Linked DNA regions of Mus musculus: regions 2, 3, 4, 5, 6 and 7 are each linked to region 1. The links are chromatin contacts, called in public ChIA-PET, Hi-C, HiChIP or PLAC-seq and promoter capture Hi-C maps. All regions are on one chromosome and are shown on one strand. The core of a region is the stretch at or near the end of the contact, and the rest is flanking DNA. Distances in the headings are between cores, read along the strand shown.

Region 1 (3,812 bases), core at 787-3,286:
GGACATTACCTTTAAATACGGCACCATCTTCAGCTCCTTATGCCCTGTTCTTGCATCCTGAGGGCTTCACAATGCAGTGTTCCACACTGGCAATATGCCTTGTGGTTAAGATCATGATGGAGATACAAACACCTAGCTCTAGTCACGGACCTTCCACTCAGAGATTGAAAACATGTCAGGGCCCAAGAAATGTATCTTCACTTTCTTCCCTTTCCCCTTCAGGAGGTATTCAGAGAGGCAGGGTGACCCATGGGAGGATTCGGTTCCTCAAAGCAACACAGTGACTACAGATCACAAATGCCTTTGAGACGCCTGTGTCAAAAGCTGGAGTGGTAAAGAGATCAGCAGAGTGGAGGGTCGCAGAGGAGGCTGCACCGGAGTAAGAGAAGTAGTCAAAGAATGGTGGTGGTGTGTGTTTGAACATCCTGACTCACAACAGGACCACGACAGGCCTCATCTACAGGCTACAGAAACTTGGAAATTGCTGGCAAACTTTCCCGTATTACATCAAACAGCTCACTGAATTAGAATCCCAAGAATGAACATTTGGGAATCTCTACTTTTAACCAGTGCCCCAAGTAACTTGACAGTGCCGAGGAAAGTTTGGATAGCACTAGGCTCTATGTTCCTCTTTCACAACTGGAGAATAAACCTCCGGCCTCACAATCACTATGTACTGTACTGCTGAGCTGTACCCTCAGGCCATTTTAAATGATACAGAGTCTAAGTTACTCTACTGAGTGATCTTGCATTTTTTTTTTTTTCCGAGACAGGGTTTCGAGACAGGCTCTGTATAGCCCTGGCTGTCCTGGAACTCACTCTGTAGACTAGGCTGGCCTCAAACTCAGAAACCCACCTGCCTCTGCCTCCCAAGCGCTGGGATTAAAGGCATGTGCCACCACTGCCCGGTGATCTTGAACTCTTGAAGTCATGTGCAGTCAGGCAAGATTCTTTCTTCTCCCTCAACCTTCAGAACAGTTAAGGCAATAGGCATGCACTGTCAGACCTAGCTGATTTTTAAAGGCCAGTCCTACTGACAGCCTGTTCCCTCTTAAAAATTTAAAGGAAAAATCATGGTTTTGATCGTAGGAATGAGATTAAGAAATAGTTCATCACATACAAGTGTAATAAGCTTTTATTAAGTAATTAAGGGGACGCATCACAAATAGAAGCATGCAACCCAACTGAAATGAACCTGGGATTTTGGGAGCGGGAGGGGGCAGCGGTGGAAGCGCAAATCAGTTACAAAATCGGCCACTTCCTCACCCAAATGACAATAAGGTCCGGTCTGAAACGGAGGGAGCAAGTCTGACAGGGATGTCTGTTGTTCCTGGGTTTTGTAATGGTTTCCATGGCGCTTTAAGACCCGGCTATACTCAGGCTTGAGACTTCATAGCAGATGCCGCTAACCCCAACAAGATGGCTACGACCGTGAAACCCTGTGCAGCGATCCGGGTGCGCATCATGAGTTGGGATCGGTGGCTCTGGCCGCGGTGGAAGCAGTAAAGGCCATAGGTGAGGGCAGCCGCCGTCCCCAGACAGCCTGGGGAGAGGACAACACACGCGGGAGGCAACAGGTCGGGTCCTGCAGGTCCCTTAAGGATGTAGCCCGTCCCAGCTTTCCCAGAGCCACAACAGGAGGGCAGTTCTACAGTCTGCTTCATCTAGTCCCAAGCCCCGCAATGCATTCCGATTCGTTTCAGTCACCCCCCACCCCGCACCGTCATTTCGTCACACCTCTGGTCCGCTCCCCTTCCCAAACCCCAGGCTTACTTGATCCACCCCTATTTCCTTTCCCTACGAAACCGCTGTCCTCTCGGTCTTCCGTTCCTACAGCACACACTTACCTATAGGCACCATTGGGTTCTCACGGGTCTTGCGAATAAACTTTTCCTTAAAGCCCTCTGGGTTGGAGTAGACCGTGGGGCTGAAGCCCTCGATAACTGGGGGCTTGGACGGATCAAAAGGCGCCTCTGGACTCACAGGACCGGGAGCCGCCATACCCACCAGCACAGAAATAGGTAGGACACAAATCCGGACACCGGACCCCGCCTTCTGATGAGGTCACTACGGGGCGGGGAAATAGCTTGCTGAGTGTAGCACGCAGGCGCCATTGCCCGTTGCTTTCTGGGAGTTGTAGTAAGTGAATGTGGAGGCACTAACTACTAAAACTACATTTCCCAAGAATCCTTGCGCGCACGGGTGGACGGAGACTATTAACACGCGGCTCTGAGAGCGTGGTTCTTGAGTTTGAGCTGCTGTTTCAAGGGTTTGAGCTGCTGTTGGGGCAGTTAGCGAGATGCCCAAGGCTAAGGGAAAGACTCGGAGGCAGAAGTTCGGTTACAACGTCAACCGAAAGCGTCTGAACCGGAATGCTCGTCGGAAGGCAGCGCCACGGATTGAGTGGTGAGGGGCCAGTTTGGAGGCGGGGGCCTGGGCTGGGATCTAAGGTGAGGTGACAGAATCTCGATTTCTCTCTCTCTCTTTGATGTTAGTTCCCACATACGACATGCCTGGGACCACACCAAATCCGTGCGGCAGAACCTGGCGGAGATGGGGTTGGCCATGGACCCCAACAAGGCGGTTCCCCTCCGTAAGAAGAAGGTACTGATAACGCAAAGCACTTTCCCCATCTCCACACTAGCCGCTTCCTATTTTCCTTCCCACCTGACGTTCCTTCACTGAGCAGAGTTTCAGAATTTGTTCTCTCTCTCTCTCTCTCTCTCTCTCTCTCTCACACACACACACACACACTTACTTCCCATATTTGTGATAAAGTCATTTTGCTTGCACTAATTCTGGTCAAAGACCTTTAACGACCTCCTTTATTCACGCCCCCTCCTCTGCTTACCATTTCTTCTCAGGTCAGTGGAATTTTCTAGAATGTATCTTTTTCTGTCCCCCAGAGCTTGAGGGGTTTTTTTTGTTTTGTTGTTTTTTCGTTTTTCGAGACAGGGTTTTTCTGTATAGCCCTGGCTGTGCTGGAACTTACTTTGTAGACCAGGCTGGCCTCGAACTCAGAAATCTGCCTGCCTCTGCCTCCCAAGTGCTGGGATTAAAGGCGTGCACCAACACCCCCCGGCTTACCCCAAGAGTTTTTTTTTTTTTTTTTTTTTTTTTAGTAAAATTATAACTAAGCACTGGCAGGTAAGTCCTCCCCATGAAGAAGCTATCGGACATGGCTCCCTGTAACTTATAAAGCGCTCTTCATGCACATGGTTTTTGTGGTGCTACTACACAGCAGAGTAAGGAAAGCATAGATATAGGCAGAAAGATGAATTGCTTGTTAAAAATATTACTGTGGGTGTCATATGCAACTGTATGAACATATCATGTGTGGTGTGACATGTGAGTGTGAGCATTAACATACCATGTGTGGTGTGACATGTGAGTGTGAGCATGAGCATACTGTGTGTGGTATGACATGTGAGTGTGAGCATGAACATACCGTGTGTGGTGTGATCTGGTTCTAGTGACTTTGGGCAAGGATTTTCTGATACAAGACATAGTTGTGTTTCCATAGGGAATGTCCTTCCCTAACGTTGGTCAAACTCTGACCAAAGGTGCTTGTCTGTTGGTCTCAAACCTGTTCTTTACAGGTAAAGGCCATGGAGGTAGACACGGAGGAGCGACCCCGGGATCTTGTACGGAAGCCCTATGTGGTAAATGGTGAGTGTGGGCTGTGTTCTTCTACCGTCCTGTCCTCTCTCATGTAGAAAGGGCACTCTGACTCTTCACTCTACAGCCAGAGAGCCCAAGATTCAAAGAGAGAGAAACGAAGAAGTCCAGGGTTCACAAGTAGTACTGTGCCC
Region 2 (3,812 bases), core at 798-3,297, 980 kb before region 1:
GCTCAGCAGTTAAGAGCACTGACTGCTCTTCCAGAAGTCCTGAGTTCAATTCCCAGCAACCACATGATGGCTCATAACCATCTGTAATGGGATCCGATGCCCTCTTCTGGTGTGTCTGAAGACAGCTACAATGTACTCATATACATAAAATAAATCCTAAAAATAAATTAAAGTCAGGGTTTCTATTTCTACACAAAACATCATGACCAAGAAGCAAGTTGGGGAGGAAAGGGTTTATTCAACTTATACTTCCACATTGCTGTTTTTCACCAAAGGATGTCAGGACTGGAACTCAAGCAGGTCAGGAAGCAGGAACTGATGCAGAGGCCATGGAGGGGTGCTGCTTACTGGCTTGCTCTTTTATAGAACCCAAAACTACCAGGCCTGGCATGGCACCACCCACAGTGGGCCCTTTCACCCTAGATCACTAATTGAGAAAATGTCTTACAGCTGGATCTCATGGAGGCATTTCCTCACCTGAAGCTCCTTTCTCTGTGATAACTCCAGCTTGTGTCAAGTTGACACACAAGTACACGTATGCGCGCGCGCGCGTACACACACACACACACACACACACACACACACACACACACACAGAAATGTTGGGCCTGAGGTCACACAAATAATGAGGCACAGGCCGCCACAATCCAAAGTCAAACAAAAGCAGCTTTTATTCACCAAGGGAAACTCTCACCAAGAGATCTAGCTGGACTAGAGATGCAGTTAGGCTCGGGAGCTGAAGCAATGAGCCCAAGAAGTGGGCTCACAGGCCTTTTAAAGCAGAAAACCACAACCAGGTATGAAGTGGAAGATTAGGGTGAGGGTCTAGGCAACCTTTACCATGGTTGGTTGTGGTTAGGGGGCTTTCCAGAGGTCCTGGTTCCTGATTGGTCTGTGGTGGCCCCTAGGTATTCCAGGGAAAGAAGGGTGGCAACTGTTTCAGGATCTTGGAGAAAAGGCCAGATGTTCCTCCCCTTCCCTGAGTGGTAGACTCTAGAACATTTGTGGTTTTTCTTGGAATTGGGGCCATGCAAAACGGAGGACAGACTTCAAGATGGAGCAAGTTAGGCCAAAGAAGTTTAACCCAGTCCCACCGACACACACACATACACACACATACCTATTAAAACAATAAGATAAATAGAGCAATTTTTAAAAATTGATTTACTTCTTGGTAGTCAAAGTTTCAGATTTTGTTCTGATTGATGTTATCAATATAAATTCCACGTGTAACTACTAAAAAGTTCCAGTTTCACTCGACAAGGCATAAGACAGCATTGGAAACTTAAAAAAAAAATACATATATTTTTTTGTTCCATGTGCCTGAATTTTTCTCCCCCTGTGGGAAGAAAATGGGTGGAGATGACATATTAACAACTAAAATGCTGAGCTATTAAAACATTTCTAATTTTGCTTTGTGGGTTAAAGACCTCTCTCGCACATACCACTTAAAAAAAAAAAAAAACATTGCCAGAGTATGTGCTTTAATCATTTCATCCTTGTCACGCCGATCCTATTATCTATTTAAGTGACCCCCTTCCCCATCAGCCTCAAGAACGACCTGAGTCTGGGTCCTGCAGTTCTGAGCACAGAACGTGGGGCTCCCAGTAAACGACAAGTAAAGACCTGCCTATTCTTTCGCCTCAGGCTGACCACAGGTGTGGTGGGATGATATCTAGGAATCTATGGTAGGCATTTTGCAGCCAGTGCTTGTCCATTGCAAAATGGGAATAATTCGTACCTGTTTCCAAGTGATTTAGGGAGGAGCCAAGAGATGAGCGTGAAAAGTTCGCAGCAAAAAGATTAGTAACTCACTCATTATTTAATGGATAATTAAGCTCCTAGGCCCGCTATTACAGAGCCCAATGTGTTTCTCCAGCCGATCGCAGCCTTTCGGACTAGTGCTTAGGACAGGATCTCGCCCGGGGCTGGTCTCCTGCGAAGCCCAGCGAGGTGGCCTTATTAAAAATGGCGCTGGCGGCTTCCGTGGCGACTGCGGCGGCGCGGACTGAGTGTGCCCTCTGACCTGTTGGCAGCAGGCGGGGAGGGGCGCCGGGCGCCGCCATATTGGCTGTTGTCCTGTGAGGGGAGCGGCGGCGGCGGCGGCGGCGGCGGCGGCGGCGGCGGCGGCGGAGGCGCGAGAGGAGCCAGCGAGCGGGGGAGCGGCGCAAGAGGCAGCATGACTCGGAGGCGGAGCAGGCCAAGCGGCGGCGCGGGCCGGCGGGAGCGGGCGCGGGCCGCGGGGCTGCAGAAGCCCCAGGCGCCCGAGCCGCAGCCGCCGCCGCCGAGCCTGGAAGCGGGAGCCGGTGCAGGGCCCCCGGAGGTGCCCGCCGAGCTGGATTGCGACGGTCCCCGAGAGGAAGAAGAGCCCAAGCTGGCTCCAGGCCCTCAGGTAGGATCGAGCAAAACGACTCCGACTGCCGGGCTGCTTACACCTCCCCAGAGCGGGAGCGGGAGTGGGGCGGGAGTGGGCATGGACCATACTGTGGGTCTGGGACCAAATCCCAAGTCCGGGGCAGATGCTTTCAACCCGCTTGCCGGGAGTGGAAGCTGGACCCCTCTCCAAAGCCAAAGCTCAGCCAACCCTCTTGCGACCCTTGTAAAGCTACCCGTTCAGGCCCTGCTCCGGAGCTAAATCTTCTGACCATTTATGCTCTCTGGGACTCGCTCAGGTCCCGAGACCACCGCTTAGTTCTCTGCCCTCCACTTCCCTTTGGAGCCACCTGATTCCCCCCTATCCCCTAGCCCCTAAAAGACCATCATCTCAGGGCGCTGGAACCTGCAAGGCTGCAGCCTCTGTGCGCCCCTCCACCCCCGCCCCCAGCAGCTTCATCCCTTCCCCTGCACGGTCTGCAGCCGCTACCCTCAACAGCTGTACCTCTCTGCATCTGCCTTCCGGGACCTCTCTCCTTTCCCTACCCAGCAGAACAGTTGGCGGCCCCAAAGACTGTTAGAATAACTCCACTAAAGAGGAAACCCTTGTTCTCCTCCTATCTCCTGTCCCATAAGGAGCCCCCACTCCCACCTCCAACCCCCGCCAGTCCACTAGTTTGGTGAATCCTGCGAGACTAAGAGTATTTGGGAGGATTCTCGGAAGCTTCCAGCTTGCCACCTGGAAGGTCACTTTCTTTTGAGCAAAAAGGAGCAAACAGGAGAGGCGGGGGTGGCGTGGGCCACAGTTGCTCAGGGAGGGTTGTGGCACCCGGGGCTGGGTGGCTCACCCTAAGCTTGCTCTGACAAAAGAGTTTTGAGTTGGTTTTTTGGCTGAGCCTGCCAAGGAAGGCAGGCCCCTGCAGGAGTCTTGGAGGGTCGGATGCAGCGCCCGGATGAGGACGAGGCGTGGCGGAAGATGCGTTTGGCTCTGCAGACACTGCATCGGGCAGCAGGGGACTCTGGGAGGCTGGTGCAGCCTGAAGGCATGGCTCTTGACAGCCTTCTAGTAGAATCTCTGGAATTGTGCATGTGAGTGGGGATGCCATTTGGGGTACCATTCCTGGAACGCTTTCCCTGACCTCCCCAGTTAAACCAAGTGCCCCCTCTGTGCCCACCACCCTCTTTGCTTCCCTTCAATGGCACCACTCCTTCTGTGATGAAACTTGTTGATGTGTCTGTCCCAAGCACTGAACAGTGAACACCACGGGCTGGGAGGATGCCCTTCGTGGGCTCCTCCACGCCTGTCCCAGGCTTTGCCTTTATGGAGAAGTAACTAGGTGAAGGAGGGGAAGGTTGAATCAGGCTAGAACCTGCACTTATTGTAACCTACTTTTGATGCTGGTCTCCTTTGTGTCTCGTATCACGGTGAGAGGATTTTT
Region 3 (3,812 bases), core at 442-2,941, 950 kb before region 1:
CTACCCACACCATACCAACACAATTGGAGCAGTTAAGGACAAACACCTTTTAGAATTAGATCTGCGTGTCCAGTGGGAATGGGCTATGTATACACTCGTAAACCTTAAAACAAAACACATACTAAACATCTATAAAGTCAAGGAATCCACTTCACCTTCCCAAATCCTATTTTAATGTGGTAGATTTACTAAAAATGTCTCACATGTGCCGTGTCCAGGCTTAAGTCTTTTTAAAGATCTGTTTTATGTGTGAGTGTTTTGCTCACACTGTAAGCCTGGTGTTGAAGGTCAGAAGAGAGCATTGGATTCCACAGAAATGGAGTTAGAAATGTGAGGCACCATATAGGTGCTGAGAATCCAATCTGGGTCCTCTGCAAGAACCAATGCTCTTGGCCTGAGCCACCCTCCAGCCCTGCTAAATGCCATTCTTAGCAAGCGTCTGCTAGGCTCTGCAGTTAACCCATACTCTTCTCCTCCCCCAAGGGAGCAGGAGCCAGACCACAGGCTCACAGCTCCTGCTTCTCAGCCTGTTTCATTTTTAGGAAAGGGAAAACAGTTGTAGCCTTTTCTCTGTATTGGTTAGCTTTGTTTTTCACACTTAAAACTGCTCTTTAAAATTCCAGTTGTGGCAAGAGTTAAAGTCTGGTCAAGTACCTACAAAGTCTAGCTTTGGCCTTCAGCACACGGTCACCAGCTAGGTGACTCCTGACTTTCTTTCACATTCCCCACCCCTCCACAATTACTCTTCCATTATGAATTCCGGGTGTTTGTTTCTTTACCATGAGTTCTTACTGTGTAGCCCCAGCTGGCTTCAAACTCAGATCTGCCTGCTGAGTGCTGGGATTAAAGGTGCATGCAACCACCTGGCTTTTGGATTTTAATTATTCTTCAAGAGAGGCTACTTGCTATGAATATCACGAAAATTGATTTGCACTTCCTTTGTGATTTCATGCTAGGTATTGTGATTATACACAATCCCAGCACTCATGAGGTTGAAGCAGGAGGATCACCACAAGTTTGAAGCCAACCTTGGCTACATGGCAAGACCCTCTCTTAGGTTAAAAAAAAATCATTTTATTTCTCCCAATCTCAGAACACTTTGGCACTCCATGGTGATCGATGCACCTATTACAGATAAAGACTTGGGAAGGAGCAGCCAGCACTAGCTCTGTCTTTCCTCCTTAAAGTAGGACTCCTAACAACCTGGGCCCGTCTCCTTACCTCACACCAGCCCCTGAGATCTCTGCAGATGCCCCAAGGAATCTGGTTATTTGCTCTACACTCTCAGCCCCTTTCCTGCTCTCTTGATGGTGACTCCTCCCTCCACTAACTCGAAAACCCAGATCCAGCATCTCTTCTGTGCTATCTCTAGCTTCCCAGGTGGTCACTCTGAGATGTATATCATTTACACACATAACATACAAGGTTAAAAAAGACCTTGACCATTATTTTACTTCTGACCCGTCGGAACAGCGGTGTTATCTCACGTTAATGAATAATATTTTGCGAGCACCGCTTGCAGGGCTGAAACTCCTGGCCGCCAGAGGGCACAACGCTCCCCGGGAGCGTGCGGGAAAGGACAGCGTGCGGAGGGTAGGGCGTGTTCAACAGATTCATCCTTTAACCCACGACTTGGATCTTCTGCGCATGCTTCAAATCCTCCCGCTACCCACAAGGCTTCGCCAGACCCAATTGGCTCCGCTGCGCGTCCGTAAACGCGCTGGAAGAAGATTGTCCCGGTTCGCGATCCGGCGCTCACGCCGTTGCTAGGCGACCACAGCAGTTTTTCCTATCTGATTGGAGCTCAGATGCCCTGGCATTGCGCATGTGTGCAGCCTAAGATGGAGGATTCGGAACCGGAGCGGAAGGTGGGACTGAGGTTTGGTCCACGCGAGGGGGTGCGGGCAGGGGGAGGGGCCGCGGCTGACTCGGGTCTCCGCAGCGGGCACGCGCGGACGAGGCGACCGCGGGTGGGAGCCGCTCCGAGGACGAGGATGAGGACGACGAGGACTACGTACCCTATGTGCCGTTGCGGCAGCGCCGGCAGCTACTGGTGAGGGGCCGCATCCCTGGTGCAACGGCGACATGTCCCCGGCCGTCAGCGGGAGGGGGGATCTGGGGAGCTGTAGTCCTACCTTGGGTCGTGGTTCTGAGGAAGACCAGGGACTAGTGAACCTGAGTTCCGGACAGACGTGCGCCTCAGTGCACACGATCCCCTTCCCGGAAAAAGCCCTCCCGGGTGCTGTGCCCCCTCACCTGCTGGGTCCTGGGCTTGGCTCTGAGGGACACTGCTGGGACCTCAGCTCCAGAAGCTGCTGCAGCGAAGACGCAAGGGCGCTACGGAGGAAGAGCAGCAGGACAGTGGCAGTGAGCCCCGAGGAGATGAGGACGACATCCCGCTGGGCCCTCAGTCCAATGTCAGCCTCCTGGATCAGCACCAGCACCTCAAAGAGAAGGCTGAAGGTGGGCCTAGCAGGAAGGAGAGAGGACGGGCCTAGGCCGCAGTGCTCCTGCTTCTCTGACCTCTTCGGCTTCTTTTCTCAGCACGCAAGGAGTCCGCCAAGGAAAAGCAACTGAAGGAAGAAGAAAAGATTCTGGAGAGTGTGGCTGAAGGCCGAGGTACCATTATAGTTGGTTCAGAGCAGAGGTGGACTGAGCCACCTCCTCCCGATTTCAAAGGCGAGACCTCTTGGGTGGTCTTGCTCATTGAGCCATGTCTGTCTCCTCAGCCTTGATGTCAGTGAAGGAAATGGCCAAAGGCATCACCTATGACGATCCAATCAAAACTAGGTATGCCTTTCCAGTAAGTATATGAGGTTGGGACTGGCAGTGGTACCCTGACGCCCTGCTGTGCGGACTGGGGAGGGAGCTGCCCCACCATACTCTACCGTGTTGCCCTCTCCTGCCCACCACCTACCCATAGTTGGACACCCCCGCGTTATGTCCTGAGCATGTCTGAGGAGCGGCATGAGCGAGTTCGGAAGAAGTATCACATCCTGGTGGAGGGCGATGGTATCCCGCCACCCATCAAGAGCTTCAAGGAGATGAAGTTTCCTGCAGGTACCCGAGGAGAAGGGAGACACCGTGCTTTATCATCTTGCCCCTGTGAGGTTGTGTATCCCAGCACCCACTGCGCTCAGCCGTGGGAATGGAGAGTTGGAGATAGGAAGTCTCTCTGTGGTTGTTGGTGGTACTTGGTTTTGGGGGGAGGAGCTCTTTTGAGACAGGATCTCTTTCGGCAGCCCAGACTGACCTCAAATCCAAAACAGTCCTCCTGCAGCATCCCTACTGAACGCTTGTGCTAGCTAGCACTGGAGGCATAACCACCACACCCTGTGGGCAGTTGTGAAACCACGTGTCGTTTTGGAGGCCCAATTGTCCCCGAACATAATATGTCCAGGCTTTCCTCACACTCAAAGATCCAGTTATCTGTGCCTCCTAGGTTCAGGGCTTATAGGCATGTCCCACCACTCCTCACTAGAGGAAGGGTTTTTTGTTTTGTTTTGTTTTGTTTGAGACAGTGTTTCTCTGTGTAGCCCTGGCTGTCCTAGTACTCACTCTGTAGACCAGGCTGACCTCGAACTCAGAAATCTGCCTGACTCTGCCTCCCAAGTGCTGGGATTAAAGGCGTGCGCCACCACCGCCCGGCGAGGAAGGGTTTCTTTGGACTTATTTTCAGATGCCTCGGCTATCTTCTGCTTCAACAGAGCTTCCATGAGAACTTAGGCCCAGTGAGCCAGTGAGCCTTGGACCTACTGTTTCCTGACACCCCAGCCTCTGTTTCACGATTTACAACTTACAGGGAAGAACTA
Region 4 (3,812 bases), core at 652-3,151, 780 kb before region 1:
CTGCCCCAGCCAAGTATGGCCTCACAAAGCTGCCCATTGTCCAGCAAGTGGACATCTGTGAACCATGAGGTTTCAGGGGTCATACAGAGGATTCAAAACGGATCCAAACAGGACAGAAATAAACATATGGGACAATTGCCGAGAGGATCTAGGGCAGCTGTGGGCTTGGCAGGACTCAGCTTGTACTGTCCTCTTTATTCTGAATGACTTGGATAGAGAAGCCACCAGCTGACACAGGAAGGACAAGCTGGGTCTATCTCCAGCCCTCTCAGCTGGTGTGTGGTTCTGGGTTCTGTCCCAGAAGCATCAATCCAGCTATTCTTTGCGGGGAGGGCCTGGGCTATTTCTCCTTGGCCCTGTGGCCAAGTCACCTAGAGAGGAGCAAGCCAAGTGCCATGCCCACCCAGCGTGGGTGCAGGGGGATGGGCTCTCCACAGACTTTCTAAGTTGGGTTGGTGGTAGAGGAAGTAGGGTGGGGGCTGAGCCAACTTTTGGAATTGGTCTCCCTTCCACCCAAACAGCATGGGGCGTCAGCAAAGGGCTTCCCGACAAAACATGAGAACTAACCTTGGGAACTGGAAGGCAGAGGTGGGAACTGTTTAATGAGATAGAAGATTCTTAAAGAGGGGATGAAAGTACAGGGGTTATCAGGATAACCCTTCCGTAGCCTTTACAATGCTCAAGTGTCTCATATTCATTATGGCACTCAGCAAACAGGACATTGATCAGTTTCTATTTCATTTTACTGATGACGAAACAGGACAGGATCTTTCTTGGGAAAAGACAGCAGAGCTAGAACTGGATCCCAGGTCTCTCTCTCTGGATCCCAGGTTATTCTGGACCCACTGGCTTTATCCCATGGTTCTAGGCTGGGGCCTTAAGATAGAGGTTACCAGGACACTGTTTGGTCCCCCTGGAGTGATCCTGCTAGGTGAGCCAGGTCCCTAAGGAGAAAAGGGAGGCTCAACACAGCCTGTCCTATTTGGTGAATGAAAGAAGAGCCAGAAACTTGGAGACAACTCTAGTCAGGAGTTAAACAGCCTGGAGAAGGTCTAATGGGTTAGGGCTGCAACCAGGGCATCCTATACTAAGTTGCACGCACACACACACACACACACACACACACACATACACACACACACACCCTTCCTGGAAGCTAGGAATAGACCAGACAGAGCTGATCTTCCTGTCCTGCCCTTACTGACCCGTCCTGGGCTGCCCAAAGAACACTAGTTCTGGCAGGCTGCCTCTGGAGCAGGTTGATGCAGTGATCCAGCAAGGGCTGCTCTTAAAACCTTATCTTGGGCACTTAGAGCGTGAGATGAAGAGAGGAGGGCTGAGGGCCTGAGACATAGGGCTTGAGAAGTTTTAGAAGTGACCACTGGATCTCCAGGCTACTCTGTAATCAACTTCAGTAATCCCAGTAGCGGATGAGGGAGCAGCGAGTCCAACCTGCATGTGGAACCAGAGACCTAAGTCTGCTGTGTTCTGGACTAATCCCTGGGGTTGCACCAGACTCCTAGCAGGGCATCTGGAAGGGTCCTAGGGTGACAGCACCAGGTCCCAATGCCAGCAGCTGTCTGTACCCAACTTCTCCAGCCTGCTCCTCTGCAACCCTGCTGGGTGTGCCTCCTGGACTCCACCCTGGGTGTGCCCACCCCCCTCCCTGTGGCTCTGGCTCAGAGCCCACACTCACCATGCGCCCGTTGGGGACACCCAAGTGCTTGGGCTTCCCTGGCATACCGCCGTTGATCACAGGTCCCCTCCACGGGGGGCCACCCACCACAAGGATCGCGGAAGCACTCTCTTGGGGTGGCAAGCAGGCAGTGGAGAGAGAGAGCTCTGCTCCTCCGGGCCCTTACATCCTGAAACACCAGCTCACTACCTCTTTTCTCTGCCACAGGAAGTGTCTCTATAGAAACCAAACCACAGAAAGAAGCAAGGTCTAAGAGAGCGAATGTCTCTTCCTACTCTCATACACACACACACACACACACACACACACACACACACACACGTTCATGCACACACACATGCCGCCAACGCACCCTCGGTTGCACACCATGCAAGCACCAACAGCCAGCAGGAGCCTCCTTTTGCCCAGCGAGGTACCTGGAGTGTTCAATCTGAAGGCTCCAAGGATGTGTCAGCATGCTGAAGTGCATGCTCATACAACTAGACACTTGTGGAGCAGACAGTCTGGGGGGGGGTTCCATGGACATGGGGCATGTGTTCCGAGTCCTAGGCATCCACAAAAGTGCATTGTTCACTACTCATTTACCTTCTATGTCCCAGGCTTATGCATGCTTAGCAACCCTAGCTCAGGCAGTTTGCATGCGGAGACTGCTGCCCCTAGGCTGTCATCTGATAGCCAGGTGAGCAAAGAGGTAATCACATCACCTGTGTGACCATGCATGTGGGCATGCTGTGTCACGAGGGCACCTGAATCTTCAGGCATACACACTCGAATCTGGGCAGGGTAGCACATGTATGTAATGCCAGCCCTTGTGAGGCAGAGGCAGGAATAACAGTTTGAGGTCAGACTTAGTTACAGGAAACTCAATCTGGATCTATACTATGTCTGTATCTATATCTAAATGTAAACAAAATAAGATAGATAGTGTATAGTGCCTTGGATGGGTGCATATGATAGGCATGCCTATGTATAGTCAGACACCCCAGGGGCTGGGTATGCACACATGCACTGAAGGGTAGGAGAATGGATTGGGTATATCCATACCAAAGAGGTAAAGTAAGCCATACTCAGTAGAAAGCCCACCTCTGTGCAGAACTGTCTTAGCTCAGACTCCAAAAAGCAGGTGGAGCTCTTTGAGTGCAAGGCCAGCCTCATTTACATATCAGCCAGGACTACATAACGATACCTGGTCAACAAACAAACAAACAAAGGAAAACAAACCGGGCTGTAGAGATGGCTCAGTGGTTAAGAGCACTGGCTACTCTTCCAGAGTTCCATTCCTGGTCACCACATGGTAGTTCACAACTGCTCCTGACTTCAGTTCCAGAGGACCAGATGCCCTCTTCTGGCCTCTGAGGGTACCAGGTATGCAGATGGTATACAGACACCCAGGCAGGCAAAACGGTCATACACATAAAAATAGTTTTTAAATTATTAAGAAAAAAAAATGCCATGTGCTGGGTGGCCGGGACAACAGACGCTCAGTTCTCACCATTCCGGAGGTGGCACGTCCAGGCTCAAGCCCTGACACACTTGTGCTCTGACGAGTCATGGCTTGCAGACGGCCATCTTTTTGCTGTGCCCACGTGTCAGAAAGCAGAGAGATAGGGAGCATACTGTCTCCTGTCCTGTTTTATAAAGGACACTTGTCTCATCATATCCGGTCCCTCTCCTGCGTGATATACTTTCCGACCAAAGGCTCCACCTCCAACATTTCTGAATATTAATAAAATGAGTGGTTAGCCTTTCAATATGTGTAAAGGGAAGCATTCTTTGAAAAAGTTTGTTCCTGGGCTGGAGAGATGGCTAAGTGGTTAAGAGCACTGACTGCTCTTCCAGAGGTCCTGAGTTCAATTTCTAGCAACCACATGGTGGCTCACAACCATCAGTAATGGTGTCTGATGCCCTCTTCTGGTGTGTCTGAAGACAACAATGGTGATGCACTCATATGCATAAAATAAGTAAATCTGAAAGAAAGAAAGAAAGAAAGAAAGAAAGAAAGAAAGAAAGAAAGAAAGAAAGAAAGAGAGGGGGGGGAGAAGGAAAGAGCGAACGAACAAAAGAAAGAGTTTGTTCCCTAATTAGCTTACTGTATGTAGGCACATGATCATGCTGT
Region 5 (3,812 bases), core at 922-3,421, 730 kb before region 1:
CTCTGTTGACCCTTCCAAGTAGAACAGTTTCTTGGGATCAGTTGCTATTCCAACCCGATCTTGGGGCCTCTGGATCTAGATGTGAGCAGTGTTTCTCGTCTGCCTTCTACCCTCTCCTCTTTGAACTTCCTGGTATTGTGTGTGTGCGCAAGCACGCGCACACACTCCAAAAATGACAGCTTTCATTAACAAAGGGAGCGGCAGCCTCCTGAAGAATGTGAAGTAGTCACAAACTTGTCAATGTGATATCTACCAAGCAGAGCTCTCAGCTGAGGTGACTTCAGACAGTGCTGGGCAGGAAAAGGTGCCTTACTCACGGATTGTGAGTGGCACATCTTTATATAAAGTTTTTCTTTTTTGAAACGCACAATTTCCACCTCTCAGGCTTACAGAAGCCGAGAAAGAATCATCTAGAAGCTCGAAGGTTATTCACACTGTGTGAACATTCCCAAACATGGGTTTTCAAGCCTTCCAAAGCATACAAGATCCATATAATGCACTTCCTCAAATCTCATGCACAAACCGAGGCACACCCCAGTTATCTCCACTTGATGTGACTCCAACAGGGAAGCCACAGCCTCCCTTTCTCGATCAGCATCATTCCTGAAAGCCACCCCCCCCCCCATATGTATGCATGCATGCATGTCACCAACTGACTGCTCTGCGCACAGTACTTGTAACAAGCTTTGAAAAGGGGTGTCAGCCGGGCAGTGGTTGGTGGTGCACGCCTTTAATCCTAGCACTTGGGAGGCAGAGGCAGGTAGATTTCTAAGCTCGAGGACAGCCTGGTCTACAAAATGAGTTCCAGGAGAGCCAGAGTTTCACAGAGAAACCCTGTCTCGGGGAAAAAAAAAAAGAAAAAAAGAACAGGGGTGTCTTTCCCCACCATCTGAGAGCCAAGGGACAGTCCCAGAGAATCTGACCAATCGAAAGGGTAGACCAATCTAAGGGCAGAACTCTAGAGATGCAGCTCATTGGTATTTTAGGCCTGCCTCTGGCCACAGAAGTTCCCACAACTCTCTTGCCTGAAATCTGAAGGGCAACTATTTTGAGGGAGCAAAGGAAGTCTCACCATCAGCCGGGCATGGTTGATGTTCCAGGTGAAGGTGGTCATGGTCTGATTCTGGGGGTCCACAATAGAGTCCTCCAGGATGTACACGGAGTGAGCAACGTTGGCAGGAAACAGTCGCTCTGCCCAACGTGGCATCCTGTTGGTCTTGGTCAGGAGTCTCCGGGACAGTAGCTTCTGGTCGGGGGTCACCTCCCGGTGCACTATGTCTTCGGTTAAGACATGTTTGCTGCAAGAGTTAAAGATGATTCTCAGGAGCCTGCTCTTGACAGCATGTCTACTGGTTCCTATTTAGCGCCTCCAGGTCATGGCTGCCTGCAATCTGTGATCTGTGCCCGGGTTCAGAATTAGAGTACACTGAACCTATCCCCGGGCAAATTCCAACTCCCTCCTCCACCCGACATGGATTCTGTGGCTCTCCAAAGCGAGCAAAATCTCAAGAATTATACCACTAGAGAGCGCCAGCAGCAGGTAAGCAAACCATCCTCAGGATTTCTGGCCCCGAAATACCGCTCAACTCCCGTGCTGCCGCCTCTTCCTGTCCAACCACCTTTGGACTGCAAAATAGAAATCTAGAGCCCAATATAAATCACAAACTAGACAATCTTCTTCGAGGACTTTGGAGGCTTGGACTGATTCTAATCCTATAAGGATTTTGTGCTATAACTGTGGCCACAGTTCCGCAGATAGCCCACATCGGACTCTGTCCAGTCTTTCAAACTCCACTATTGAAGGACAGCCTACGGTGCGATCTCCAGAAGAAGAGAGGAAGGCGACTCGCTCTACCCAACGCCACGTACCTATAGGGATTCGGGTACCGTTGCCAGAAGGCGGCGAACACTTGGTCCCAGGAACTTCGGAGCACGCTCTGGCCCAGGAAATACTTCACCATCGTCCCGACCCGGACGGGCTCAGCACCCGTGCAGCATCAGGGTGAAGAGCCCGGGGGTGGGGGGGACGTGGCTAGGCGCACGCCCGCCAGGCTCGCAGCTCAATCTCCGCAGGACCGCGCCCAGGTCCCTACCGCCGCCATCAGGGGTTATAGGACTGCACGACGCTTCCGGCGCCGGATGCATAGGATCGGCCACTTCCGGCGCCCGCGTCACGTGACCGGGCGTCCCGCCTCTTGGCTTCCAGTCCCAGAGGTGCTGTTTGGAGTTAGCTACGAGGACCCCAGATTCAGTCGGTAACCCCGGCGCAGCGGAGCTTCGGGCGCAGCGGCGGTCGCGCGGGTGAGCACCGCAGGGCTCTGCGGCGCGGTGGAGGGCGCTGTCCGCGTCCCCGCGCCGCGGCTCTGCAAAGGACGGAGCGCCCCGGGCCGAGGCGCCAGGGGCCTGCGAGGTGCGAGGCCCTTGGGGTTGGGGTCTGAGGCTTGGGCTCTGCCTGGGCCGCGCGGACCCTGAAGTGGGTGAGGCGGCCCAGGGAGCATGAGCGGGCAGCGCGTGGACGTTAAGGTGGTTATGCTGGGCAAGGAATACGTGGGCAAGACGAGCCTGGTGGAACGATACGTGCACGACCGCTTCTTGGTGGGGCCCTATCAGAACGTGAGTGCACCCCTGCGGAGCAGGCATGGGAGGAAGGGGTCCGGCCAGTATTCCACACTTATCTCTTCCCTGGTTGTAGACCATCGGGGCTGCTTTCGTGGCCAAGGTGATGTGCGTTGGAGACCGGACGGTGACTCTGGGCATTTGGGTAAGTCCCTTGAGAACAGAGTCTTGTGCAAACCTGTCTCCCGAATTTAATGTCTTGCCTCTTAAACCAGCCAACTGGAGCCTCATAGAGGTCGTTTTTCCTTCCTCACACCCATTTACTCGTCTAAAAAAAGGAGGGGGGGTTGTCTGGAAGATGGGGCCTATTTTGTAGTCTTGTGAAGGAGCTTATTAACTCCTTTCACCCCTCAGGACACAGCAGGTTCCGAGCGCTACGAAGCCATGAGCAGAATCTATTACCGGGGTGCTAAAGCTGCAATTGTCTGTTATGGTAAGGGGTTGAATTCTGGCGTGTTCAAGTAGTAAGGGTTAGGTTACAGGCCAGCATCAGAGGGAAGCCGCTGATCTTTATGTGTCTCTTGCCTTACCCTTACCAAGACCTCACTGACAGCAGCAGCTTTGAGAGAGCCAAGTTCTGGGTTAAGGAGCTGCGCAGTTTAGAAGAGGTAGGTGGCCAGATATCACAAGAGTAGGGACAGAGACTGTATTGGTCTGTGGAGATAATCTCAGCCTTGTCTTCTGCTACAGGGCTGTCAAATCTACCTGTGTGGCACTAAGAGTGACCTGCTGGAGGAAGACAGGCGGCGCCGTCGTGTAGACTTCCATGATGTTCAGGACTATGCCGATAGTAGCTGTTTTTAAGTCTCTGAGGATGGGGGCTTGGGGGCGGGTACTATCTGCCTGAGTGTATTTCAAAGATGGGAATGACAGTCTTGGTTGCTTTCTGGCCTTCTTGAACCTGTGTGGTTCAGGAGACTGAACTGTTAGCTACATTTAGGTGTGCTCCCCAAGTGTGAAGACAGTCACTTCTCTTTGCAGATATCAAAGCCCAACTCTTTGAAACATCCAGCAAGACAGGCCAAAGTGTGGGTGAGTGTTGTCTTGGGTCCTGTCAGCAGGAACAGGCAGGACAGTAGAGCAGAAAGGTTCAGAGGGCTGGGCCACTGGGATACCCAGGGCTGCTGGTCTCAGGCCCTCACTGATTCTTTGCTTGCCAGATGAACTCTTCCAGAAAGTGGCTGAGGATTACGTCA
Region 6 (3,812 bases), core at 858-3,357, 620 kb before region 1:
CCCCCCCTCGTCTCTCTCCCCGGGCGAGAAGGCAGCGAACGCGACCTGCGCCCCGGCCTATTCCTCCTCCGCCGCCAACACCGCCTCCTCCTCCTCACACCCCCACCGCGCGCGCCCCCGCGGCGGCGGCGCGTGCTGAGGAGAGCGCCTCGCGCACCGGCCCGCGTGCGAGCGACCGAGGCCCCCGGGTGCGCGCGCACCCGCCCTCCTCCCTGCGCGCGCACCCCTTCCTGCGCGCGCACCCATCCCGTCCCCGTTCCCCCCCCCCCCCCGCACACACCCCCGCAGCACACACACACCCTGCGCGCGCTCCCACGCCTGCCTCACTCTTCGGGGTTCAGTGCGGGTGAAGTCGGGCGAGCGAGCGGCCGGGTCGGGCGGCCCAATCAGCGGAGCTGCTGCTGCCGCCCCCTCCCCTCCCTTCCCCCTGGGCGCTAGCTCAGGGCCCCGGGCCTACGGGTCGGCCCAGCTGCCCGGGCGGGGCCTGAGGCGGACTCCCCTGGGGGGCCTCGCGCGCCTCCCCAGAGTGTCGGGGCCTGCGGGCGTCGTGGGTGGCATGACGATCCTTTCACCTACCTCGGGGCGCCGCGCCAGCCCCTGGTTGCACACGGCTAACTGCACCCCAGTCATCCTGAACCCCAACCCCGGAGCCACCATGGTGCCTGGCTGAGGCCTGGCCCGCCGGCCTTGCTCTCAGGCCCGCGTCAGCCCCGGCCTCCATCTTAGGTTCCAGCCCGGGCTCCCCATCCACTGGGCACCTGCCCTCAGCCCCGCTGGTTTCGACCCGAGGCCGAGGCTACCCCCGTCTCGCTGTAGGGCTCACCTGGGGGGTTTGGCATGGGGGTCTTCGAGGCCCCAGGCCCCGAGCAGACGTGGCCGCAGGGGAACCCCCTTGCCCAGCCGCACCCCAAACCCACACCACCACCACCACTACAGACCAAGCTGAACAGGAAACAAAATGGAGGCAGCAGCAGCTCGGGTCTGCCTCCCCGAGCCAAGCCTCTACAGCCCTGGGACTCCCTTTCGGCCGCAGGCTCGACGCCCGCGAGGCAGGGGATTGGCTCCTCCCGGGAGCCTGGGGCAGCCGCCCTGGAGCAGCGCGTGCGGGCGGGCCGGGGACTCGGCCCTGCGGTCCCCACGGCCCCTCACCCACCACCCCTTCCCTTCCCTCTCCCTCCCCAGGCCGGGCCGTGCGGGGTGAGCGGCTCCGGGGAGCAGGGTCGGGTGACCCGCCCCGGGGTACTGGCCGCAGGACCGTGGCCTCAACCCGGGCCTGAGGCCGAGAGACCCCGCAGCCCTGAGCCCACGCCCCACACCCCGGCCTCTGGGACACAGCCTAACGGCGCGCCCGCACCTCGGCCTGTCGCCGTGCAGCCCCCGCCCAGCGAGGCCGAGCCCCCGGTCCAGACCCCGCGGGGACGAAGCTCCTCGGTCACCCTCGGGCCCAGGGGTCTTCGCTGCCCCGGGCGGGGCGAGGGGAGCTCGGGGGGAGGGGTCCACTAATCCCTGCACCGCCTCCAGCGCCTAGTGTGGGTCTGGGTCTGGGCCTGGCACGGCGGCCCCGGGGCTGCGGGCGCTGGCGGCCTTGGAGAGGTGCGGGCGCGCGGGGCCGGGGGCCGGGAGGGGCAGCGCCTCGCACCGCGGACGCTGCAGTTCTCCACACCCAGGCAGATGGCCCTCTCGAGCGCGCTTCGCCCCTGAGGCCCAGGCATCGGGACCCCTGCGCGACTGCACAGGGACGGCCGACAGGCTGGACGGGCTGGCCAAGCATGAAAGGCGCAAACCCCCGGCCTAGGAAGGCTCTGCGTTAGGAGGACGGGGTCCTGCTGGCGCGCACTTAGCACCAGGACCCCGCCGCCCTGACCTCGTAGGGCTGTAGCGCGTCCATTCCTCAAAGACAGTGGAAGGTCAGGGACTGGACCAGGCCTGGTCCAGCCACTCCAGTCCCCTGAGGCACTTCTCCCTTCCCGGACCCTGCTGCTTCCTGGGTTTGCTTCACCGCAAGAAGCTCACCTCAGGCATGACTTGGTCCCTAGAGCGTTAAGCGCATCCTTGTTGTTGAGAGAAAGCCATATTGGACGGCCCCGAGAATTCCCGCCTCTTCCAGAAAGCCTTCGGTGATTTGGAGTTCATTTTAAAGCCGAGGGCGCCGCCCTCGATGGCCACGTGACCACCATTCCTCCAGAGGCTTAGTAAATGTGCATAGTTATTGCCCCAGTAGAGTGTTTACCGAGGGCCCTCTGGTAACTAGACCCCCACCTGGGAGAACAGGCACTTTTGGCGTTCCCCTGCCAAGTATCTGTACCGGTTGGGGATCTGCAATGGTTGGGCCAAACTCCATCCTTCCCTGCCCTTCACCTCGTGACTGTGTCCAGCAAGCAGCGGCTTAGGATGCTTCCAGCTGCTTGCTGTCCAAGACCCACAGTCCATTAAAGGAGGCTCAGAGCTAAGCCTTCAGCATACCATCAGTAATGCTGGAGCCCTGGCCCTGCCAAGAGGGCAAGTGGGTTTCCTGAGAGAAGGTGCCCGGCGGAAGCAAGAGTGAAGAGGCTACTGTGACCTCAGGTCCCTCGGGTTAGTTTAAAGGAGTTTCCAGATGCAAAGTTGACTGGCATCTTTCCCTGCGCTAAAACTAGCCGGAAAAAAACTGGGGCCCTCTCCCATGGAGACCCGGTCTTTTGTTCTACGAAGGAATAACTCCTGCTAACACCTTCGGGCAATTCAATAGGAAAGCTCTCACTGGATCCTTTTTCACAAGTAATCATTTGAGCCTGTCATTTCTAACTGGCAGTTACCCCAATGCTAATCACTCCACAGCCCTTCCCAGTGCCTAGCCATTTTGAGGTACTTGGAACTGCCACTGGAGGGCCTTGAAGAAGTTATCTTTCAGTCCCAAACCTCTGTTTCCTCATCTGTGGCCTCCAAGACACAGGCATCTGGGAGGATCCTGAAACAGGCTAACACTCTGTCCTTAACAATTACAGACATATTTGACAAATACTGAAATGTAACTCATTGCTTCCTTCAGCAACCGTTTCCTGCAGTCTAGGCAATGCACCAGGCTCTGGGGAAGCAAAATGGGAGCTAGTGTGCCAGGCAACCTGTGGCCTCAGGGAAAAAAGGGTACCGAGAGAGACTAGCTGATGTAAGCACATTACTGCTCTGCAGGACCCTCTCCTTAACCTCCTACCTCCCCCTCACCCCCATTCAGGATGACCTAGTTACTGACAGAAACAAGACTGAGACCCCAGGGAAATATCAGACTTCCCTAGGTAACCCCTGGGGGTCCTCCCTTCCTCCTACTATAAAACTGTCTACCACAGTGACACAACCAGAGTGCTTATGGAGCTGAGCTTCTATATTCAGAAGGATACTGAATCCTCAAGTGAGACGGGGCTGCTTTCCTGTAGGATTGGGTTCTGGGGTGTAGACCTAGCTCTTCTCTACTGATTATAACTCAAGAATCTCTTCTGGGCCTGCACACCTCACCTGCAGACATATGAGAACAAATCCTTGTTGAGCGGGTATCATGCATTAGACACCACTGAGCGCTTGACACACGTCTGTTCCTTTAACCCTTTACTAGTCTGCAAAGAATTAAGGACTAGGTCAAGCCCTTTGTGCACATTCTCAGGACTATTACTTTCACAGGTGGGGTGGGCAACATCCTTGTGTGAGCCGACACACCCAACAGATGCCATGAAATGCTGGGCCTGTCAGACACACAGGTGTGTGGGGATGTAACTGTCAGGCAAAGACCTCAGCCCCCATTTCTTCCTCTATAATCTATGGATCTTTTATCAGGTACCCTG
Region 7 (3,812 bases), core at 588-3,087, 520 kb after region 1:
ACATCTGGCAGTTTGCCACTGTGGGTAACTCCAATTCCAGGGGGGGGGGGGGCTGATGCCCTCTTCTGGCCTCTAAAGAGCACTTGCACCCAGACATATACTACATATATACTACTACTACTACTACTACTACTACTACTACTACTACTACTACTCCTCCTCCTCCTACACACACACACACACACACACACACACACACACACACACACACACAGTTTAGATAAAAGAGAAAGTGGCCCCACTGCTTTATGAGTCCTTTTGGCCTGGCTGTCTTCACAGCTTTCTTGGCAGAAGTTAGGAGGGGAAAGGGGATGCTTCCTCTCAGCCAGCTTTTGCTGCACACCCCGGGATAGTTTCACCAAACTTTTACAGAAAACTAAGCACAACTCTCTCCATTTTGCAGACCTTTGGCTGCACCCTTGAGTACACAGATGGAGCAATTCCTTATCAGAGCTGGGTGGGAATTAACAAACTCTTCCCAAACACTGTTATTGCTGTGAATGTGACAACCTCAGTCCTGGGAGGGGGGTGGGGTGGGGGGTGGGGAGGGGTGGCCTGAGGTTCTGGGACTTCCTGCTGAACTTCCATTTGTCCTCTAAACAGCTCTCCTTCACACAGCAAGCCTGAGTCCAGCATTCTAAGACCCACAAAGTCCTCTTCTTTACCTCAGTGCTCGCCTCTCTACTCCTGCCTCTGCCTGGAACAAGGACGGAGAGAAAAATCTAGGCAGTGGTTTTCAACCTTCCTAATGCTGTAGCCTTTAATACATGGTTTAGTGATTCCTCCAACTATGAAATTATTTCGTTGCCATTCCATAAACATAATTTTGCTACTGTTATGAATCGTCATGTAAACTTCTGATATGCAACCACAGTTGAGAGCTGCTGACTAGAGGCACCCAAAGTAGGTGCAGCAGATGAGGGATCAGGAGTGTGAGAAAACTATAAAGGGAGAGTCCCGGGTAAAGGCCCAAATTCTGAAATCCAGCAGAACTACGCTTTTCCACGAGGTCTCTCAATCGTCACATCGTCACTGAGGGACAAAGTGGAAACAATATATATACTCGGATTGCCTGGCTCTTCTCCCTGGCCAGCTGTGACACTTTAGGCAAGTTATTCAAGTTTTAATGCCTCAGTTTTCAAATCTGGATTATGGATTTGGCAGCATTGGATGAATACAAAAGTCAGAGATCTAACTCCGGAGGCACAGACCTTAGTGTGGTCATTGTCATTCTGGAGGCGGTTGAACCTGAGATGATCAGCAGGAACACGATGTGGGAGCTGAGGGTGAGGGTCCCACGGTTCTACCTGGGACACTTCGGTCCCTTGAAGAGATTAAGAGCTGGAGGTCGGCCACCAAGTGATCTCCACGCGGACCTCCGGGTCCCAGCTACTAAGAGCCACCTGGTCACCTGGCAATTGCGCGCGCCCATCCTCGTGGAGACAGTCCCCTGGCAGCCATCTTGGCCGCCTGCACCCAGCATGTTTCGTCACGCGGTGGCTAGGGACGCGTGGCACGGTGCGTGATGCTCCCCTTTCACATCTGTTCCACAAGATCAGTTCCACGCTGAGGCCTCCCTAGCCCCAGTCTAGAGCTGCGGACTCACGAGGTCCCGGGCGTACGTAACCCGCCTCAGGCATACCCCAGCGCGCACAGTGGACCCTACTGGGTCCCCTGCAGCCCCCGAGATTGCGCCATCCCGCGCGCCTCCGGCTCCCCGCGCGCGCTCCGCAGCCCCCCGCCACTCACCGCCTACCCGGCCGCCACCCGCGCCGCTCGGTCCCGTTCGGCGCCGCCTCCAGCTGCCGGAAGCGCCGCGGCCCCGCGCGCCGCCCCCAGGAGCGCGGCCACGACGCGCGCTCACGACGCGCGGCCCCGCCCAGAGGTTCCTGCCTCTGCCTCGGTGTCATTCATGGCTTTGGCTGCTGAGCTCCGCAGTCTGCGCACGCCCCATGTGCCCGCGCTTCTGCTTCTGGCCACACTGAGAACTCCTAAGTTCATCTTAGCCGCAGCCCGGGTCAATGCCACTGTTTTTCAATTTGGTTTTTTTTAGAAGACCACCCATCATCATTGTTCCTCCATTCATTTGGGCTAATGCTTCTTTTTTTTTTTTTTTTTTTTTTTCCATTTTTTATTAGGTATTTTTTTTTTTTTTTTTTTTTAAAGATTTATTTATTTACTATATGTAAGTACACTGTAGCTGTCCTCAGATACTCCAGAAGAAGGCATCAGATTTCGTTACAGATGGTTGTGAGCCACCATGTGGTTGCTGGGATTTGAACTCGGGACCTTCGAAAGAGCAGTCGGCGCTCTTAACCACTGAGCCATCTCGCCAGCCCCTAATGCTTCTTAAAATGGGGGAGCTTGGCACAGCCAGCCCTCTAAGAAAAACTAGACAATACAAGTGCCACCTTCAAAAGAGTCACTGGCTGCTGGACAGAGATGGGACCATAGGGGAGGTGCAGACCAGAGGTCATGAGCTTAGTCAGGTTGGACCTGGTTAGACCAGGTTGGACGATGAGGAGAGAAGCATAGAATCTCGGACGCATTCTGAAGGCCAGCACAATACAACAAATAACGAATTGCATTCTCTGCACAGGTAGATAAATCCCCTCCCCCTTTTTTTAAAGACAGAAATTCTACCCCAAATAACCTCTACAAGCAATGAGATTCCGAACTGAATTTGGATTCTGTGTGTGTGCGCTCACACACACGCGCGCCCATTGAGTGTGTCTGTCTGTATCCCAATAAGGTGACTGTAAAACGTATATGAGAAAACAAAGAGCCCAAAACAGCTAAAACACTTTGAAGGAGTAGATTGTCCTACAGTTACAAACACAGAAGAATGGTAAAAAAGAAAGGATGTGTTTGTACCAGAATCAATGAGGAGCTCCATCCAGCCAATCAGACATCCAGGACAGGCTGAAAAAAAAGGTCACCAGAGGGGAACATGGGGGGTGGGAGTGGGGATCAGGCTTCTACCTTTAGGGGCTTCTACTGTGGGAGACTGGCCCAGAAGGCCCTACTAACATTGTAAAGAAAAGCAGTGCTCCTTCTGAGTGTGGATGATGTGACCAAGGCCACACTGATCAAATTAAATACCCATAGGTCTAAAAGAGCTGTTGCCTTGGAGCCTTCTGATCCACTGCTTCAAGCTCCAGCTGCCTTGACTTCCACTGGGTGATGGACTGTGCTTTCCAACTGTGACCTAAGATAAACTCCTCCTTCCCTTGGGTGGCTTTTGTTGGGATGTTTTATCACAGCAACAGAAAAAGAAACCAAGACAGTCCCCACATTAAAAACTGGTCTAAGCCAAGAAGATAGTTTGTCTGTTACTGCTTTGTCCCATTGCACCGTGCTCGTTAAACATGTCCCTTTATACCTAGTACTGTCTTGCGTGAATTCTTTTACTGCCCAACCTCCCCACCATACCTGTGGCTCCTGAATATACTGCATCACAAGGCAGTAGGATACACTGCCTTAGACAACAGAAAACTAACTCAATTGCAAGTGAATTCATAAAACAAACATGGAGAGCAGAGCTTGGAGCAATATTTCTCAGACATTTTCAATGGTATTCATTATACTCAGAACTTCCATATGTCCTTAGTCTGATTCTAAAGCAGACTGAAAAAGGACTGAGAGAGAAAGCAAAGACCCAATGTCCTGACTGGTTTTCTAATCAACTTGACACATGTTAGAGTCATCAGAGAGGAGGAGTCTTAGTTGAGAAAATACCTCTATAAGATCAGGCTGTAAGCAAGCTGGTGGCACGAATTAATTTTTTAATTCGTCATTGATGGGGGAGGGAG

The links. Promoter capture Hi-C pulls out the DNA fragments that hold promoters and counts their contacts. Hi-C and Micro-C count contacts between places; a contact is called where the count stands out from the background. ChIA-PET counts read pairs in DNA pulled down with a chosen protein or histone mark. HiChIP or PLAC-seq counts read pairs in DNA pulled down with a chosen protein or histone mark.
Region 2: a contact with region 1 is called in a promoter capture Hi-C map of pre-B cells, with 5 times the contacts expected there. The contact joins the promoter of Fam193b here to the promoter of Higd2a in region 1. A contact is called at or near these places in 4 of 39 promoter capture datasets (the C10 cell line, liver, neutrophils and 1 more), 2 of 115 datasets of contacts at active chromatin or transcription factors (astrocytes and bone marrow-derived macrophages) and 1 of 9 other capture datasets (liver).
Region 3: a Hi-C map of CD4 T cells shows a contact between it and region 1, with 5 times the contacts expected there. The contact joins the promoter of Ddx41 here to the promoter of Higd2a in region 1. A contact is called at or near these places in 2 of 484 Hi-C or Micro-C datasets (B cells and CD4 T cells) and 1 of 115 datasets of contacts at active chromatin or transcription factors (astrocytes).
Region 4: an H3K27ac HiChIP or PLAC-seq map of double positive thymocytes shows a contact between it and region 1, with 5 read pairs. The contact joins the promoter of Rgs14 here to the promoter of Higd2a in region 1. A contact is called at or near these places in 1 of 39 promoter capture datasets (the C10 cell line) and 3 of 115 datasets of contacts at active chromatin or transcription factors (double positive thymocytes, memory CD8 T cells and pancreatic cancer cells).
Region 5: an RNA polymerase II ChIA-PET map of memory CD8 T cells shows a contact between it and region 1, with 25 read pairs. The contact joins the promoter of Rab24 here to the promoter of Higd2a in region 1. A contact is called at or near these places in 7 of 39 promoter capture datasets (the 3T3-L1 cell line, cranial neural crest, erythroid cells and 4 more) and 2 of 115 datasets of contacts at active chromatin or transcription factors (astrocytes and memory CD8 T cells).
Region 6: an H3K4me3 HiChIP or PLAC-seq map of embryonic stem cells shows a contact between it and region 1, with 9 read pairs. The contact joins the promoter of Nsd1 here to the promoter of Higd2a in region 1. A contact is called at or near these places in 3 of 39 promoter capture datasets (hippocampal neurons, neural stem cells and pre-B cells) and 4 of 115 datasets of contacts at active chromatin or transcription factors (bone marrow-derived macrophages, embryonic stem cells, epiblast stem cells and 1 more).
Region 7: a contact with region 1 is called in an RNA polymerase II ChIA-PET map of memory CD8 T cells, with 12 read pairs. The contact joins the promoter of Sfxn1 here to the promoter of Higd2a in region 1. A contact is called at or near these places in 4 of 39 promoter capture datasets (the C10 cell line, the HPC-7 cell line, liver and 1 more) and 7 of 115 datasets of contacts at active chromatin or transcription factors (the 230-238 cell line, forebrain, large pre-B cells and 3 more).

The regions. Positions count from the first base shown.
Region 1 is chr13:54,588,455-54,592,266 of GRCm38.p6, reverse strand. It overlaps Higd2a (HIG1 domain family, member 2A), which reads right to left and starts at 2,036. Exons shown (of 2, transcript NM_025933.3): 1 at 1,848-2,036; 2 at 1,120-1,543. The coding sequence starts at 2,001. The coding sequence ends at 1,377. It overlaps Nop16 (NOP16 nucleolar protein), which reads left to right and starts at 2,193. Exons shown (of 5, transcript NM_178605.4): 1 at 2,193-2,406; 2 at 2,496-2,604; 3 at 3,600-3,669. The coding sequence starts at 2,300.
Region 2 is chr13:55,569,355-55,573,166 of GRCm38.p6, reverse strand. Fam193b (family with sequence similarity 193, member B) reads left to right here and starts at 2,047. Exons shown (of 11, transcript NM_145382.4): 1 at 2,047-3,462. It overlaps Gm31364 (a long non-coding RNA gene), which reads right to left and starts at 2,071. Exons shown (of 2, transcript XR_873486.2): 1 at 1,742-2,071.
Region 3 is chr13:55,534,537-55,538,348 of GRCm38.p6, reverse strand. It overlaps Ddx41 (DEAD box helicase 41), which reads left to right and starts at 1,691. Exons shown (of 17, transcript NM_134059.2): 1 at 1,691-1,868; 2 at 1,943-2,053; 3 at 2,304-2,463; 4 at 2,545-2,619; 5 at 2,730-2,790; 6 at 2,924-3,060. The coding sequence starts at 1,842. It overlaps Gm46416 (a long non-coding RNA gene), which reads right to left and starts at 2,354. Exons shown (of 5, transcript XR_003950651.1): 1 at 2,257-2,354; 2 at 1,462-2,149.
Region 4 is chr13:55,367,821-55,371,632 of GRCm38.p6, reverse strand. Rgs14 (regulator of G-protein signaling 14) reads right to left here and starts at 1,901. Exons shown (of 15, transcript NM_016758.3): 1 at 1,697-1,901. The coding sequence starts at 1,741.
Region 5 is chr13:55,320,339-55,324,150 of GRCm38.p6, reverse strand. It overlaps Rab24 (RAB24, member RAS oncogene family), which reads left to right and starts at 2,171. Exons shown (of 8, transcript NM_009000.3): 1 at 2,171-2,613; 2 at 2,693-2,761; 3 at 2,971-3,049; 4 at 3,157-3,224; 5 at 3,307-3,406; 6 at 3,598-3,648; 7 at 3,777-3,812. The coding sequence starts at 2,497. It overlaps Prelid1 (PRELI domain containing 1), which reads right to left and starts at 2,096. Exons shown (of 5, transcript NM_025596.5): 1 at 1,870-2,096; 2 at 1,073-1,298. The coding sequence starts at 1,961.
Region 6 is chr13:55,208,077-55,211,888 of GRCm38.p6, reverse strand. Nsd1 (nuclear receptor-binding SET-domain protein 1) reads right to left here and starts at 2,107. Exons shown (of 23, transcript NM_008739.3): 1 at 2,014-2,107.
Region 7 is chr13:54,069,870-54,073,681 of GRCm38.p6, reverse strand. Sfxn1 (sideroflexin 1) reads right to left here and starts at 1,837. Exons shown (of 11, transcript NM_027324.5): 1 at 1,750-1,837.